Regions from separate parts of the Mus musculus genome. Here regions 2 and 3 are each linked to region 1. The links are chromatin contacts, called in public Hi-C maps. All regions are on one chromosome and are shown on one strand. Each heading gives the region's core, a stretch centred on a gene start, on an enhancer-like site or on the middle of the called end of the contact. The rest is flanking DNA. Distances are from core to core; before and after follow the strand shown.

The links. Hi-C and Micro-C count contacts between places; a contact is called where the count stands out from the background.
Region 2: a Hi-C map of uterus shows a contact between it and region 1, with 4 times the contacts expected there. The contact joins two enhancer-like sites. A contact is called at or near these places in 1 of 15 datasets of contacts at CTCF or cohesin (pro-B cells) and 1 of 484 Hi-C or Micro-C datasets (uterus).
Region 3: a contact with region 1 is called in a Hi-C map of uterus. The contact joins the promoter of Igsf10 here to the enhancer-like site in region 1. A contact is called at or near these places in 6 of 39 promoter capture datasets (the 3T3-L1 cell line, the C10 cell line, HPC-7-derived erythroid cells and 2 more), 1 of 15 datasets of contacts at CTCF or cohesin (the NIH/3T3 cell line), 6 of 484 Hi-C or Micro-C datasets (bone marrow-derived macrophages, granulocyte-monocyte progenitors, nephron progenitors and 2 more), 2 of 115 datasets of contacts at active chromatin or transcription factors (microglia and stem cell-derived neural progenitor cells) and 4 of 9 other capture datasets (adipose tissue, liver, macrophages and 1 more).

Annotation. Positions count from the first base shown.
Region 1 is chr3:59,168,870-59,171,974 of GRCm38.p6, reverse strand. The region is part of intron 15 of Med12l (mediator complex subunit 12-like); the gene reads right to left. Among named protein-coding and RNA genes, the nearest start is that of F630111L10Rik, 17 kb to the right of the region's middle. Within about 2 kb of position 1,519, at least 22 of the 459 cell types and tissues checked have an H3K27ac peak or open chromatin away from gene starts, as enhancers often do. A contact at or near this core is called in uterus, where this site is marked.
Region 2 is chr3:59,400,505-59,403,609 of GRCm38.p6, reverse strand. No RefSeq gene overlaps it. Among named protein-coding and RNA genes, the nearest start is that of Igsf10, 58 kb to the right of the region's middle. Within about 2 kb of position 1,584, at least 35 of the 459 cell types and tissues checked have an H3K27ac peak or open chromatin away from gene starts, as enhancers often do. A contact at or near this core is called in uterus, where this site is marked.
Region 3 is chr3:59,342,652-59,345,756 of GRCm38.p6, reverse strand. It overlaps Igsf10 (immunoglobulin superfamily, member 10), which reads left to right and starts at 1,501. Exons shown (of 7, transcript NM_001162884.1): 1 at 1,501-2,067.

The DNA of each region.
Region 1 (3,105 bases), core at 270-2,769:
AGCTGAAGAAGTGGCCCAAGCCCTTGCAGGAGCCCAGAAGATCGTGAGTGGATCCCAGACATTCGACGGTTAGAGTTTAATTTTGCTTTTGACCGTGCCCTGCTATTTTTCCCTCTTAAAGGAAGAAAGTACTTTAGTAGAGCCCACAGTTAAGAGACTTTGAATTGTAAAAAGACTTTGAGTTTTAAAAGAGATTGCATATTTTAAAGGGATTGAAATATATAATAATTTGTAAAGACTGTGGGACTCTTAAAGTCATTTAGATCTGGGTATGAATAAGAAAGCAAGGGTTGAGGCTTAATAGTGATGTGTTTGTGTGTCAAATTGACAAGGGGTCAATTGTACTAGCTAGTTTTGTGTGTCAACTTAACACAAGCTGGAGTTATCAAGTTATCACAGAGAAAGGAGCCTCCCTTGAGGAAATGCCTCCATGAGATCAAGCTATAAGTCATTTTCTCAATTGGTGATCAATGGGGGAGGGCCCCTTATGGGTGGGACCATCTCTGGGCTGGTAGTCTTGGGTTCTATAAGAAAGCAAGCTGAGCAAGCTAGGAGAAGCAACTCATTAAGTAACATCCCTCCATGGCCTCTGCATCACCCCCTGCTTCCTGATCTGCTTGAGTTTCAGTCCTGACTTCCTTTAGTGATGAACAGCAATGTGGAAATGTAAGCTGAATAAACTCTTTTCTCCCAACTTGCTTCTTGGTCATGATATTTGTGCCCTGACTAAGACAGTCTGTGATTCCCTTTATGTCCTAGATGGGTTCTGAACATATTCTCCTATGATGTCACATGGCATATAGACTCTAAATTTTCATTCTCAACTGAAAGGCATGCCTTCTGATAGATCATACATTATGACCATATATTCTTATCCAAATCACTCAGCTTTTTCTTGCTATAAACTAATGACCTTAAGCTGGATAATGTATAAACGAAAGTGGTGCTTACAGATCTAATCATTGGAAAGTCCCAGATGAAGGGGCATATAGATTCCTCAATGACAACACATTAGTGAAGCAACCCGAATGACAGATGTTGGGGAAACACAACTGTTCACTGGATAACACTGTTTCACCATCCCCGAGACACAAACAAAAGCAGAAACAAGGATGTTTCTTTAATGGCCCATTCCAACAAAGAAATTTGAGCTTCTTTTTCCCACGAATTAAACTAACTAGTCCAGACAAAGCAACTTGCCAGTTTTGGTGTCACATGTTTGCAATTCCAATTTAGGAGAGGTGGAAGAAGCAAGGTGAGTTCAAGGTCACCCTTGACTACCCAGGAAGTTGGAGGCCAGCCTAGACTCTATGGAACCATCTCAAATGACAAAAAGTACCCCAAACTACAAAGAAGGTAACTAGAGAGATGAGTAACCTGTACAGTATTAATTGCAGAAACCCACACACAGAATCTAGAATTATGTACTCTGCCCATATCAGTTTGCTGAGGAGAAAGAAAATGGCTCCTAAACAGTTTAAGAAAGCACACACCCTGGCTTGGGATCACTGAAGCACTTCCTCTAACTTGCAGTTAACCCTCAGGCAAGTCTCCACACCACAAACTTGCTGAGCCCTGCTCCTCCCACACATCACCCCAGCATGATAAGCAGCCTTTATTTTCCTGGACAACTCTGAGTTTATCCCCTATGGAATTTCTTCAGTTTCATCCCAGCTGGGGACTCTCCTTGAGTTTTCAAAGCTTACTTTCCAAACTTGTTCCATCCCCTGGCCAGAAAGACTAGCAGTGAGAGTCCTAATAAATAAACTATCACACCAAGGGTCGCCTTGCCCTCCCCAGTCTGTAGCAGTGTGAACTGCTAAGCATATCTGGCTTCAGATCCCTACAGAGCAGGCTCTGAAGAGCAGAGACAGGAAAGGAGCAAAGAGATGATCTAACACCAGGGCATGACCCTCACTGTCTGCAGACTAATTCTATGCCTGCGTTTCCTCTCAGTTACAGAACACTCAATAGACCAGTCCCTCTTCCAATAATAGGTTCCTAGTATATTCACTAAGCAGTCTTTTAAGTACTTCCTGTAGTACTGGACACTGAGGATATCAAATCAGAGAAGCCATCAAGAACGGTCACTGCCCACCGTCGCTAAGAATGATTCCAAAACAGAGCCCCCCTCTCCCCCCCCCCCAGATGTATCCAAACACTTCCAAGTATTATGACAGTTGAGTTCCTTCTTGGGATCCAAGCAGATAAGGAGAAACGTGATCTTTCTAACTTAAGTTAAAACACAGAACACCTGCTTCTGATTTCTTGACATCTTTTTCCAAAAGGACACACAAAGATGAAACACATGTGCAGGAGTTTCTGGTCTGTAACAATTAAGGTTCTCAACTTTGAACCTTTGCTAACATCAAGGCTTCCAGGAACACCAAGATCCTGCTGGAGTGACATCTGGCTGACATTTAAGTAGCACTGTGCTTCATCAGGACCCACATCCAAGTGAGGCTCTGTGTGCTGTGCATTACCACACAAATGCCCCACACAGGAACCATGTTATAAACTGATCTCTTTCAGCCTGCCAGAAGGTGGTAGCACTACATTAGACAATTGCTCCTCCATCATGCTCAGATGAAGAGACAAAACGACAGTGAATCCCTAAGGCTATCCGTCTTTAGCAGAAGGTATAGTTTGGCAACATGAGACTTCTATCGTGTGGCAGAGATTGAATAATGCCCTCATTCTTCATTACTCCAAGCCAACAGGTTCCAGCAGGATTTTGTGTGTCATACCGGGAAGCACAGCCATGCTCTGCATGCAATGTGTCACAGCAAGGTTAGACTTTTTAGAAGCTCCTTTCAAATTACTTTGGCAGACATCCTTAAAATACCTCAGCATACGGAATCACAAAGACCACACACAGCATGACATTTAGGACCCTATGTCTATACCACAGAGTAGTCATCGTTCTTTCAATTCCATGCCTCCACAAACAACAACTACCTTTCCACAAGCACTGCACACACTAGGGTCAATGTCCAAACCCTCTTCCTGCGACTACCAGAGTTTATACTGGGCCTTGTCCCTAAGCTTCTGTATCCTTAACCCCGTGTGTTTCTCAATGCCTGGTGGACCCACCCCTATCTATAC
Region 2 (3,105 bases), core at 335-2,834, 230 kb before region 1:
GTTTCCCATGGCTTGGTCAGCCTGCTTTCTTATAGAACACAGGACTACCTGCCCAGAGATAACACTACCCACCATAGAATCAGCCTTCCCCAAAGGATTACTAATTGAGGAAATGCCTTAGAGCTGGATATCATGGTGGGGGGGTGTGCATTTCCTTAGCTGAGACTCCTTCCTCTCTGATGACTCTAACTTGTATCAAGTTGACACAGTATCAGTCAGTATATACACTATCACTTAATAAATGAACTTGACTTTTGAGGTTGTAACCATGTTAGAGATTAATGTTATTGCCTCCTGAGTAAATTTGTAATAAAATGTCCTCTCTCCTGTATTCTGTGTTTGCTCTCTCTCTCTCTCTCTCTCTCTCTCTCTCTCTCTCTCTCTCTCTCTCTCTCTCCCTCTCTCTCTTTCTCCCTCTTTCTCTCTTTCTTCCCTCTCTCTCTCCTTTCTCTGTCTCTCTGTCTACATGTCCCTTTCCTTGCTCCCTTGGTCTCTCTCAATCTCTCTCTCCCCCTCCCCCCTACCTTGCTATTAAGCCTCAAGGAGACCCTCACCAGACATAGCCACTTGCTCCTCAGTACCCCAATAGCAAACTTGTAGCAAATAAGTGTATGTATAAGTATTTTGCAGCAGTACTAAACACTTTAACCTGTATAAATGTATACTTTTTTGTTTCAATTTTGTTGCTATGAAGGCATATTTGTTCCTCAAAAGTTAGACTAGACAGAAGCTAGAGTTAAGGACATTAGAATCTTCTGTTGAGTTCATAGATATGGATGAATTGAAACATTAAGGGAGCCCTTAGAAAGTACAAAGTAACATTTCCTTTCAGATTCAATCCACATACAATGATTATGTCCAGTCATCAAAACTTGTTTGAATTGCTGCTAACATTAGAATTCCCCACTTTTTCTGTGTAATTATGTTTGAATATAGGATCTAGATTTTGCAACTAGTTACATTAAATTTCAAGAATTATCCTTAAATTAATATTTTAATTGTAATCATATAATTTCTCAATTTGTGAGGAAAGCAATTTATCAATGATAAACAAAAATCACATCAACAAACATGCCTTAAAGTTTTACCTAAGCAGCAACACTTGAAGAAATCTACAGGTAACCTCTGCAATCATTTTCATATCTTATGTCTACTAGAGTCCTTTATACTGTGTGCACATGCGTGCATGCGTGCATGCATATTCCCCTATTCTAAAACATCTAATATCTTGGTATACATTTATTGAGCTTGACTTCTGGTTGTTTTGTCAATTTAAATGATTTATTTTAAAAAACTAAGCTAAATACAGAACATATAGCTCATTGAAAGTTCATAAGTATGCATCAACATTAATTACCTTTTATGCCTAAGAAAACCAAGGAGATTTCATTCAGAGCACAACAAAAGTGTCCTGCAAATCAGACCACTCTTTTCCTCTGCTTGCCAATTTGACCTGAGTCCAACAAGCAGCACCAGATCAACTGGATGAACACGTTGCAAATTGAGCAATCCTGAGGCAGGGTTTCCAGAGGACAGGCTGAATCATGTCATGCTGTTAACTAGAGAGTCTCAGACAAGTCCATTTCAAACAGTGAGAGCAGATGGGGAGCAAAGGACAGAGCCAAGTGTCAGCACTAGGCAGGCCACGTCACCTTCTGATTTAAGAGGCACGCATAAAATCATAGCACAGCTTTCGGCCAAATGTCAGGATCAACGAGCTGGGATAGCATAGGACAAAGAATGTCTGCAGAAATGAAGACTGTTGAGAATAACACAGTAAGAATACTGCCACACAATGTCTTTGACTTCAGCATGAAAGACTTGATGGCTAGAAATTACTCCACAGATGGATAGCGTTTTCCGAAGTTTCATTTGCTCACACATTTAGCCTTTGATGCTGGCTATCAACTGGAAGCTTGGCTGGGGCTGCTGAGAGAACCCCTCATGACCTCTCTGTTTGCCCTGGGTTTTTATCTCAACATGTTTCAAGCAGTCAATGTGTTATGCAGTTGCTCAGGGATCCACAAATTAGGGTCCTTGGGAGTGAGGCAAAAGCAGGGTTGCTCTTCATAGGCGAGTATCAGTATTGTGGTCACGCCAAGGTCCTGGGCTTGCTGATTCTAAGCAAATTGTTCAGAAACCAGGGATGAGCACACATGTTTCAGTGGGAGGGCAAGTTACATTGTTAAAAGCATAGGCAGGGGGAGAAGGGCTTTTTCAATCATTTTTAGAAAATAAGACAAATCATACTACAAAGATAAAAAATTAAAGTGATTCCAGATCAGTCACCTGGCAAACTGTAGGGTGTATGGCAGTGGTGTGAAACCATCCAAATCTATAAGCTAATACACTCAGTCTCCGTATCCCCCTGGAGACTCCCTATTCCTACCCCTAGCCCCCCACCCCTTTTCAGGTCTCCAGCTAGTCCCAAAGATGTTCCCTACGGATTTCCATTCTCTCTCCCAGCCTTCTCCCGCCCCAAAGTGGCCACTTCCTGTAGCTAGGCAGGAATTCCAGCAAAGGAAGGGGACATTGATGTGCCCACAAAACTTTCAACCCAAAATTTGTCCTGCCTATCTGATGTGCAGGGATAAAGATGAAGTAGAAACTGAAAGAATCACCGGCCCAACTTGAGTTCTATCCCATGGAAGAGCGCCAACCTCTGACACTACTAATGATATTTTGCTATTCTTGCAGACAGGAATCTAGCATAACTGTCTCCTAAGAGGCTTCATCCAGCAACTAATGAAAACAGATGCAGAGACCCACCGCCAAACATCAGGCAGAGTTTAGGGAGGCTTGTGTAAGAATTGAGCCATCCATCTTGGTCCGGGACCCGCCGAACTTAGGAAATTAGTCTGAACAGGTGAGAGGGTGCGCCAGAGAACCTGACAGCTTCTGGAACAGGCGGAAGCACAGAGGCGCTGAGGCAGCACTCTGCGTGGGCCGGGGACAGCCGGCCACCTTCCAGACCAGAGGACAGGTGCCCACCCGGCTGGGGAGGCGGCCTAAGCCACAGCAGCAGCGGTCGCCATCTTGGTCCGGGACCCGCCGAACTTAGGAAATTAGTCTGAACAGGTGAGAGGGTGCGCCAGAGAACCTGAC
Region 3 (3,105 bases), core at 252-2,751, 170 kb before region 1:
TTGTGGGGTGTTTTTCCTTAATAGTCAAATATGCAGAATATAGACAAAGATGGTTTATGCAAGTGGGGATGGCGAAGGATACTTGTAGATTAGAGGACACAAAGCAACAACTACAGAGTGAAGTAATCCAGAGACTTAATGTATAATATGAGGACTGTATTTAATAATTCTATTTAAGATACACAGCAAACGAGTGTATCTTACTAACACACACACTTACATAGAGAGAATAAAGTGATAGATACGTTTGTTTTATCTTCATGTAGCTGATAATTTCATATTGTACACCTCAAACATAGATAACCAACAAAGAGGAAGAGGATAGGTGCCTCTCCCAGGGCGGAAGAGTACATTCGAAAGTCAGACACCATTGTGTAGATGTACCACATGGAGGAGCTAGAGAAAGTAGCCAAGGAGCTAAAGGGATCTGCAACCCTATAGGTGGAACAACATTATGAGCTAACCAGTACCCCGGAGCTCTTGACTCTAGCTGCATATATATCAAAAGATGGCCTAATCGGCCATCACTGGAAAGAGAGGCCCATTGGACTTGCAAACTTTATATGCCCCAGTACAGGGGAATACCAGGGCCAAAAAGGGGGAGTGGGTGGGCAGGGGAGTGGGGGTGGGTGGATATGGGGGACTTTTGGTATAGCATTGGAAATGTAAATGAGTTAAATACCTAATAAAAAATGGAAAAAAAAAAAAAAAAAAAAAAAAAAAGAAAGTCAGACACCTCACTTCACTGCTATCTCAACTTGCAAACAGAAGGGGAGTCACAAACCCAGGACAAACCACAGTGATTGAAGCGTCTTTGAATGTTATTGCTGTTGTTGTTACCACCATCATTAGCATATATTCATTGTGAAGACTTACGGGGTCTATGACATGTTTTTTTATTCAAGTATATCACATGCTGTCAGCATATTTGGCACCACTACCAGCCCCAGCCCCCTCTGCCCCGCCCCCAACACACACACACACACACACACACACACACACACACACACACACACACACACACACACACACCTTTACCTTCTCCTGGGCATCATCTGCTCACTCACCCACCCAAGCTTAATCCTTTTCCTTCCCTGCAATAGTACCTCTCCTATTTTTATGTCTAGGTTCCCCCTCCCCCTGTTAGGAGATGGGAGAGGTCACGAAAGGAAAGAATTTGTAGCCCCTGAGCCAGCCCGGGCCACAGAGCCTGCCACCAGACAGGAAAAGCCCAGGGCTTACCAGCACAGGAGGAGCAAACTCGCAGGCGAGCCTGGGTTGGCGCTGGTGGTCCCGGGTCGATGGCCCGCCCATTCCCAGAAGCCGAGGCTATAGCTGCGTCACCTGCCCCGCCCTCCTCCCGAGTGAAGACCCCTAGAGGCTGAGCAGACCCCAAAGGCGGTGCAATTCCATTGGCCCAAGGCAGAGGTGAGCGGCTGCTAATCCCCTCGGGAAGTGAAGGGACCCAGAGAGTCTGGTAGATGTGGGAGCTGGGGTTCAGGGCGAGACAGAGGGTGGGATGGGCAGAAGGGTCCAGGAAAAGGAAAGTACTGGAGGGGAGTTGGGACAAAAGCAGCGACCAAGGGAACATCGCTTCAGTGACTGAAGCCAGGCAAAAGGAGCGGGAAGGATTATATGTAGCCTGGGACGCTTTCATAAACACTGATGACGTGTTTGTGCAAAGCAAGCAATTTGAGGAGAAACGCCTGGGACGTCGGAAAGAAGGAGTGATCGATTAGTACTTGTAAGTTTAGGTGAGTTTGAGAACTAACTAACCTATACTATTGAGGGAGAAGGAAGAGCATTCCAGCAGCAGCAGCAGCAGCAGCAATCAGATAAAGGAAAGCTTTGGTTAGTTTGGAAATGTATGATACCATTAAAATAACAGAAGCGCCTCCAGTTCTCTGAAGAGTCAGTCCCCCAGCTAGTGAAGACTAAGCCTACTAAGCCTTTTGCTCCCGTTGGAAGCAAAGAACGTTCCTTCAATCAGGTGAAGGCTCTCCTCAGAAGATTTCCTGTCTCTGCTTATGTTACAAGAGGATTCAAAAGCAAGACAGAAGAGCTCAGGTATTGCCAACTCTTTTGTTAAATACAGTTTGAGGCTTAAGTGTACGGGAACTCATGTGGTATTCATTTACGGCTCTCTTCTCTTATAACTAACTCTTAAGGTGCATATAGTCTCTTCTGTTTCCCAGCTACCTTGTACCATCTTTGTTTATCTAATAATAGCAAGCTCATCTGCTTTTTAATCATCACGCAGAGAGTATTCAAAAATATTCAGTGATGTAACAGTGACAGTGTAGGCATAGAAGTAATCATTAGTAAATCTTAATTTGGGTTAAACTCATTCATAACAGCTCCAGGTTGGGAGGGATCACTGAGCCTTCGCCACGTGCGGGTTAAAGATATTTTCTAACAAGAGAAGCAGAATTCTTCCTTGGCCATGCTCCCCATCACTGTGTCAGTAAGCAGAGGGGTGTTTCCAAGCAGAGAAAGAGCAGACAGTGTTATGCCTGCAAAGTCAGAGACTCAGCCCTCCCAGCTGGTCAGTTTACTGTCCTCCCGGTCATTAGTTGGCTCTGAAAAGGCCCATGTGTCCTTATTGGCAAGGACTTGCAGACATGCTAGAAAGAAATTTGACCTTTTTTTCTAGTGGGTTATTACAGCTGTAAAAGTATTTTGGAAGGTTAAGCCAAATAAATAAAACACATATTAAATAATACAATGTTACAAAAATTGATCATATAAAGAAGTACATTCATAAATGCAATGTGAAAAATATATATAATTTTTATCTATTTACTGGTGCAAAGTTTTCTAAATTGCACATGTACTATTTTTATATTTATAAAAATATTTTTAAAATGTATATAAAAGTGTAAAAGGCTCTTGGTCAAACAAGAGAGTTAAATTTACAAACTTTAATTGTCCCGATAACATTATTATGATCTCTAATGACAGGGATCCTGCTTTTCATTGGGAAATGAGAAGCTATGAAGATATGTTTACAATAATAAGCCCATTTAGTGATAAAGTCCAATGGGAAGCTAGCACACACTGGTTTATAAAGAGAACAGTTTCCTGAGTCTATGCAAGTTTACACTC